2 separate regions of the Ovis aries genome follow, and region 2 is linked to region 1. A link is a contact called in public Hi-C data. All regions are on one chromosome and are shown on one strand. Each heading gives the region's core, a stretch centred on a gene start, on an enhancer-like site or on the middle of the called end of the contact. The rest is flanking DNA. Distances are from core to core; before and after follow the strand shown.

Region 1 (3,633 bases), core at 90-2,589:
CGGGCCCATCCCCTCGGGTAAAAGCCACAGATGACATCTCCAAATTTATCCTGTTATTTCTGTCCTGAACTGGGCCGGCTTGGGATGCTTCCTTCAGCCAGAGACTAGGATGGGGCGGGGGTGTCTGGCACAGGGCAGGCCTGGAGGCTCTGGGCCCTCCTTCCCCCTGAGATCAGAATAGACCAGCTGGAGACAATGCAGCCCAACCCCCACACCAGGTCTATTCTGGGGGAAACAGGAACTGGGGCTGTACCTCCAGTGGAAGGAAACAGGGGAGCCATGGCCACACCAGGGGAAGCCGTGGGGAAGTCCCACTTCCTTGCTAAGGGAGCAGCTCCCACCCTAGGCTGGGGACAAGGAAGGCTCAGGCTCCCTCACTTTCCAAGAAAGGAAGTCTGAAAAGTCAGGGCCTGAGGCTTGTAGTGCCAGGGAGTGTCAGCAGGAGCTGGGAACCCAGGCTCAAAGTAGATTGACGAAAGTGTTTTGGGAAGAGCTTAGGGGCTGAATAAGTACAGGACAATAAAAGATATTGAGGTCTCAGGGCTTGGGGGGTCACTTAGGGGATGGGGGTGTACACGGCTTCCTGGTCCAAGTGCGGGGGGGTGGGATGGGAGGGTGAAGACGTAGAAGATGGCTGGGGAAACAGAAAGTGCCCAGGGTTGCCGGGGGTCTCAGGGGTGGAAGCTGTGGAAGAGGAGGCAAGAGTGTTGGGATCCTGGTGATCCAGGCGAGGGGCCAATTAAGTCAGGGGTTTCCGTGACCTGGGGAACTGCTCAGTATCTGGTGTACTGGAATCTCGGGGCTGACTCTTGAATTGTATTCGGCTGGGGATTCAGATGTGGGGTCTGGGGCCTCGGTCCCAGAGTTAGGCTTTAGGTAGGTCTGGAGTCCTCAAGAGTTGGCTGTCAAGGGCCTGGTCCTCTGTGGAGGGAGCGGGCTCTCAGGGTCCCAGTCCCCGCGGGGTCTCTCGGTCAGGTTCTCAAAGTCCTCATCTGCTGGAGGTCCCGACCGGCCGGTGATGGAGCTCAGTCTAGGGGCGGCGGAGGCCGGGCCGGGGAGGGGCACACTCACCTGCAGGCGGCGCAGGTAGGCGGGCGGCACGTAGCCGGTCTCACCGCTGCGCGCCCGCGCCGCCAACCACCAGTGCGCGCTGCTGCGCTCCAGCACCAGGAAGGTCTCGCCCGCGGCGAACGCCAGCGCATTGGGCTCCGCCGAGCGGAACGCGTACAGCGCGCGGTACATGAGGCCGAGTCGCGCCGGGGCAGGGGAGACGGCGCGGGGCTGAAGAACCAGGACGCCAGGCCGGCAGCTCCTCGCCGTGCTCGCCCTGCCCCGTGACACACGGCGCGTGCGCGCGCGCGCCCGCCAGCCCGCCGCAGTCCCGCCCCGGCAGTGTCGGCTCCTGCGCGGGAGCGCGGCGCCCCCTGGCGGCCCCGAGGGGCGCGGCTCTCGAGAGTCCACCGCCCTTTCCGAGGACTGTCTTCTCCAAGCTCCAGACTCCCTGACCCGGCACCCCGCCTAGAGCCCCCAGCCCCAGCTGCTCCTGCCCGGCCCTCCACTCCTTTTACCGGCTCAAGCCCTAGTACTGCGGCCCACCCTACTTCACAAAGGAGAGCTCGCCCGCAGCCCAAAGGCAGAGCCTGTGTCCTGTGCTGATAAGCCTCTTGCATCTATGCCACCCCAGGGAAGTGGATCCTGACCTACTAAATTAAGGACAGCAACCCCGGGTCTCTTGTGTCTCGAGGCGTGCTGAGCTCACTTCTTTAAGCGCCAGCGGTGGGCAACGGGGAGCAAGAGTGGAGAGGGGGCTGCAGAAACAAAAACCAGGTCAGGCCATTTCGCTGCCCATAGTCCTCCCATCCTCAGTCCCCGTCGCTTCTCTTCTGCCACTGACTACTCTCTTCCTCTCTAACGTGGGTCCTTGCATATCCATTCTTCTGCCTGGGACACTACTTCCCTCCTCACAGCATAAGGTCAGGCTCCCACCCTTATCAGTCACTTCCACATCACTCTCTTCTGCGGTCTTTGGAGACTTACAAATCCGTTATCTTTATTTCTGATGCTTCCTTCTGAGAGCAGATAGAAGGGCTGGTGGATGAGGATTGGGGTACCATGTGGCGTTAAGAGCCTGTCTGGCCCACCTTCCAGTCAGCCCTGACCTGGGGAGGTCATTGTAGTCCTATGAAGCAGCAGGGAAAACCAAGGGTACCTGGGTTTCAATAAACCCAGAGTTCTGGGGACCACCCATCGCCGTCCAGAGACTGGTCCAGTCACATTCTTCTCTGGAAGCCTGGACCCAGGGAGCAGGTAGGCACAACCCGGCCAGTGTATGCAGGTGGGTGATTTTGGATATAGTGGATATAGGCACAGGACCTGGGAGAGAAGGTGCTGAGAGGTTCAAGCAAGAGGTGGGGCTGCTAGACCTGGACATCCAGATCCTCCTTTCTTGGCACTAGTTCCGGGTCCTTCTCCCTCATGCCTGTGCCAGCAGTTCGAGATCTCGTGCCACACTTCTCCCTGAAACCCTCTGAGAACAGAGCAGAAACAGCTCTCTTGGGGGCTGCCCGGCTGGAACCATATGAAGGATGGCACTGGCATGGCTGCAGTGGGCTCCAGGGCTGGGTAGGAGTGCTGGCAGATGGTGTGGCCAAGAGGACCACTCTCCGTCAAGCCCCTCACCTCCTGGGACCTCCTGGGACCTTGACCCCAGAGCCAATGGCCGCCAACAGACGAAAGACTGGTGGCCACTTAAGGTCCCAGGATTGGCTCCAGGATGCCTGACATCACAAGGTCCGGCCAATTAGCTGCTGCCAGTGGCAGAGGAGCTGGACCCAAGGTTAGGCACACCTGCTGTCCAACTCTGACTGAAGCTATGTTGAGGGCAGGGAAAGACCTGTGTCAAGAGTCAAGCGCAGTTCTCTGCATAAGGGTGCTGGGATGGACCCATTTAAGGTTATGCCTGTGGGTGCTTGGTTAGTGGACTGAGGACTTAGCCAGGAGACTATGGTGACTTCAGGGCCCATGGGGTGGGGGCAGTGGCAAGGAGGACACTGCTGGACCAGGGTGGAGGTCGTGGCATGTGTGACGTTTCCGAGGGTTGGGAGGGGGGCTGGCTGCCAGCCCCCTATCCCTGGCAAGAACGACAGCAGCACTGTTACAATTAACAAAAAGATTTGTATTAGAACATTTACACTCAGGGAAGAAAGAGGTATCTGCATCATCAAATGTGGAATGTCGAAGAAATAGTTAAAATAAATAAAGACTCCGAGCGCGACTGGGGCTGGCTCAGGCTGGGACTCACAGAGGCCTCTGCGCATCAGCTCCAGGCTGCAGGGCCACCGCCTGGCCATACTGGCCGCCTCCCCGACGCAGCACAGCTGTGCCCGGGACACACAGAGTCTCTCAGGTGCTGGCGCAGCCAGAGCTCACTCCCCGCTCTCCTCACTTATCTCTGTGACAATGTCTATCAGGCTCTGGAGCCCAAAGATATAGCCAGCATCCTGGCCTTCGTGGACCACACTGTCCTCACCATACAGCCTGCACGTGGTGTGTGCGAAATCAATCATGCGCACGTCCACCGAGCTGGTGCCGATGGGCTTGTAGGCATAGGCGCCGGCCGACTCGTCAGCAGAC
Region 2 (3,785 bases), core at 275-2,774, 190 kb before region 1:
TCTGAGAGCATCCTATGCTCCTTCACCAGGGCTGGACCCTGGTGCTGCCGCTCAGAACCCTCCTCACCCTGGGGGGAGGCTAGGACCGGGGCTGCCCCGCCGAGCGGGTGGTCTGGGTACAGAGGCCACATGCCCTGACCTCCGCCCACGCCCTCCCGCAGGTGGTCAGAGCACTCACGGTGGTGCTGCACAGACAGTGGCTGACGGTGCGGCGGGCAGGGGGCCCCCCGCAGACCGAGCGGCAGAGGCGGACGGTGCGGTGTCTGCGGGACACGGTGCTGCTGCTGCACGGCCTGTCCCAGAAGGACAAGCTCTTCACGGTGCACTGCGTGGAGGTCCTGCACCAGTACGACCAGGTCATGCCCGGGGTCAGCATGCTGATTCGAGGGCTTCCTGACGTGACCGACTGTGAAGGTGAGCCTGCAGTAGGCGCCCCCACCCCAGCACCCACGTGGGGTCGGCCCTGAAGTCCCCAGGCGAGTCAGACCCTCTGGCCTTAAGTCAGCGGCCCACCATCCACACAGCCTTTGCCAGCACCAGGCCACTCCTCCTTTTCCTGCTCTGGCTCCTCTCTCAGTGTATCAGCCTGCCTTTGGCTCGTATCTACTGAGTCAGCCAGGCAGAGCCACGGCTTTTCCAGAAACATCCCTGTCTGAATTGCCTTTCTGTCACTTTGCTTGCAGTAGCTGAGGGAGCGAGGCCTGGGCGTGGAAGGGACTGGTTAGTTCCTGTGGGCCTGGGGGGGCGGACGGAGTGGTGGGGCCACCCCCAGTCCCAGCACCTTTGGGCCTTCACCACAGAACCTTCTGGGTTTTGGCTCAGAGGCGGCCCTGGAGGATCTCTGTGCCGTGGAGACCGACGCGGACGAGCCCGAGATGGACTGTGGCTGAGGCCTGTGAGCACCGAGCCACACGGTGGCACCAGAGCCACTCCTGTCCTTCCCTCCTCCTCTGATTAAAAGCACTGACTGGCTGAGAGCACGCCAGCTTTCTGTTTCCTGAGTTTGCTCCGCATGGGCAGAGCGGGAGGGGCAGAGCAGAGCGGGAGGGGCAGAGCAGAGCGGGAGGGGCAGAGCAGAGCGGAGCCCCAGCCCCATGGGGATGAATCTGCCCTGGGGAAGGAGCCCTGCCCCTGTGGATTTGCCCTGAGTCATCCCTCTCTCCTGAGGCCACCGGAAGAAACCATTGTGCGCAGGGGTGGAGGCGGCCCTCAGCCCAGGCCTAAACCAGGGAGGCCTGGGAAAGTGAGGCGACGGACTGGGTGCAAAATGGCCATGGCAGGGCGGCTCCCGGCAGGCCGAGTCATGGAGCCAACCTCCCCCCATAGCCTGGTCCTCCCACCGTGAGCGTGTGAGGGCCCTGGTGCACCATGCTAGCCAGTGGGCCCACAGCCAGAGATCTGAGGCCTTTGGGGCAGCCCTGCGGGTGCCTGGGGAAGGACGGGTGCTATTAGGAGGGATGGCCCAGGCCAGCTGACAAGCGGGGCGGGCCGTGCTCACACCAGCCGTTGGGCGGGCTCAGGCCAAGTTTCACTTCCCGCCACTGCTGCTGCCGGCAGCAAGAACCAGCCAGAGAGTGTGTACCCTGAGTCATTGCTGCCTGCTGGCTCCTCGGTAAGTGAGAACCCCCAAGGGGATGAGGCAGGGTGGGAGGGCTGTGGGTACCCCAACACACACTAAGAGGGCCCCAGGGGAGGAGCTGAGCCTTCCCCTGGACAGCTGAGTGAGCAGGTCCCACTAAGGAAGCCACCCTACCTTCTCTGTCTTCCTGCCTGATAGTGGGTGCTGGAGCTCAGCAACAGGATCTAATGGGGCAGGGAAGGCCTGAGGTGCTCCCACTCCACCTGCCTTACCGCCCGTCAGCGAGCACTCACGTTCCCACCCCGACCCCTTGCTCCTCCCCAGGCTCAGCGGCAGACACCCACCATGGGCTCACGGGCCCTGCCCCCGGGGCCTGTGCAGACCCTCATCTTCCTGGATTTGGAGGCCACTGGCCTGCCCTTCTCCCAGCCCAAGATCACCGAGCTGTGCCTGCTGGCCATCCACAGATATGCCCTGGAGGGCCTTTCCACCCCTCAGGGGTCTCCACCAACGGCACCCCCGCCACCCCGGGTGCTAGACAAGCTCTCCCTGTGTGTGGCTCCAGGGAAGGCATGCAGCCCCGTGGCCAGCGAGATCACGGGCCTGAGCACTGCCGTGCTGGCTGCACATGGGCATCGGGTCTTTGACGCCGACCTGGTCAACCTGATCCGCGCCTTCCTACAGCGCCAGCCGCAGCCTTGGTGCCTTGTGGCCCACAATGGTGACCGCTACGACTTCCCCCTGCTCCGGGCCGAGCTGGCGCTGCTGGGCCTGGCCAGTGCTTTGGACGATGCCTTCTGTGTGGACAGCATCGCTGCTCTGAAGGCTCTGGAGCCGGCTGGCAGCTCCTCAGAGCATGGCCCAAGGAAGAGCTACAGCCTGGGCAGCATCTACACACGCCTATACGGGCAGGCCCCGCCAGACTCGCATACCGCCGAGGGGGACGTGCTCGCCCTGCTAAGCATCTGTCAGTGGAGGCCGCGGGCCCTGCTACGGTGGGTGGATGCTCATGCCAAGCCCTTCAGCACCGTCAAGCCAATGTACGTGGTCACAGCATCTACTGGAACCAACCCGAGGCCATCTGCTGTCACAGCCACTGTGCCCCTGGCCAGAGCCAATGACACCGGCCCCAAGCTTCGCGGAGACAGGAGCCCCAAGCCAGCCCCTCCCCCAGTGAAGTGCCCTGGAGCCCCACCCGGGGAGGGGCTGCTGGCCCCCCTGGGCCTTCTGGCCTTCCTGACTTTGGCGGTAGCCATGCTGTATGGGCTGTCCCTGGCCATGCCCGGGCAATAGGCCAGCAAGGGAAGTCTGACTAATAAAAAACCCCCACAGCACTGAGCGATCACTCACCTCTACCTGCTGTGGTGGCCTTACAGCTTCCTGCCCACGCTCAGAGACCTGGGGCCAGGGGCACAGAAAATGAGTCTTTACCCCTAATCCCAGCAGCCAGGGCTACAATGAAAGGAGGCAACAGCTCGAAATATCTGCATTTATTACAAACAAGGGTGCAGACCCAAGACTCCAAACACATTAAGAGGTCCCAACCTACGACATGGTAAGACACAGACAGAGGGGTGGGGAACACCGAGGTATGTGTCTAGGTCACAGGAGCCCCCTCAGGGTCCCCTCCACCTTTGGTCCAGACGACACCTTGACCCAGGTGTCCCCGCTGCCAGGACACACCTAGGCCCGGGGTCCAGCAGCCGGGTAGCCTGTGAGGCTGGTGATGGAGAAGCAGGAACTCAGAGTCCCTCTCCTCTCAGGGAAGTCTCCCTCTAGGACCCAACGGTTTCAGCCTCACAGCAACCATTACACACATTTTGAAACAGAAAACAGGTAAAATAGTTAGTGAACAGTAAAATAAAAACACTGCAGGGAGGACACCTGAGTGGACAAGTGGTCAGAGGCTGCCCTGTCCACCTGTGAAAGGGGCCAGGGCCAACCGGGGCAACCAGAACCATGGGTAAGTGTGGGCCTCCAGGTGGTCCCAGGAAGGGTGCGAGAAGGGTCCAGAAAGATAGTTTTCAGGAAGGGTGAGGCTCCGCCTGAGGCGTTCAGATAATCAGGCCACCCACCCTCCACGGGGCAAGGCCCCGGCTGTGGGAGCCACAGGAAAGATCGAGACCCACCTGCAGTCCTCAGCCTCACCCGCTCGCCCGCACTGTGGCTCTAGTGCTTCAAAGACGGCTAGCCATGCCACAGAAAC

The links. Hi-C and Micro-C count contacts between places; a contact is called where the count stands out from the background.
Region 2: a Hi-C map of muscle shows a contact between it and region 1, with 6 times the contacts expected there. The contact joins the promoter of TREX1 here to the promoter of NCKIPSD in region 1. A contact is called at or near these places in 8 of 16 Hi-C or Micro-C datasets (blood, hypothalamus, liver and 2 more).

Annotation. Positions count from the first base shown.
Region 1 is chr19:51,239,138-51,242,770 of ARS-UI_Ramb_v3.0, reverse strand. NCKIPSD (NCK interacting protein with SH3 domain) reads right to left here and starts at 1,339. Exons shown (of 13, transcript XM_042236264.2): 1 at 1,072-1,339. The coding sequence starts at 1,242. IP6K2 (inositol hexakisphosphate kinase 2) reads right to left here. Exons shown (of 7, transcript XM_042236266.2): 7 at 3,155-3,633. The coding sequence ends at 3,426.
Region 2 is chr19:51,426,005-51,429,789 of ARS-UI_Ramb_v3.0, reverse strand. TREX1 (three prime repair exonuclease 1) reads left to right here and starts at 1,524. Exons shown (of 2, transcript XM_004023398.5): 1 at 1,524-1,612; 2 at 1,904-2,917. The coding sequence starts at 1,925. The coding sequence ends at 2,872. ATRIP (ATR interacting protein) reads left to right here. Exons shown (of 14, transcript XM_027957678.2): 12 at 162-414; 13 at 823-1,612; 14 at 2,264-2,917. The coding sequence ends at 890. It overlaps SHISA5 (shisa family member 5), which reads right to left. Exons shown (of 5, transcript XM_042236278.2): 5 at 3,055-3,785.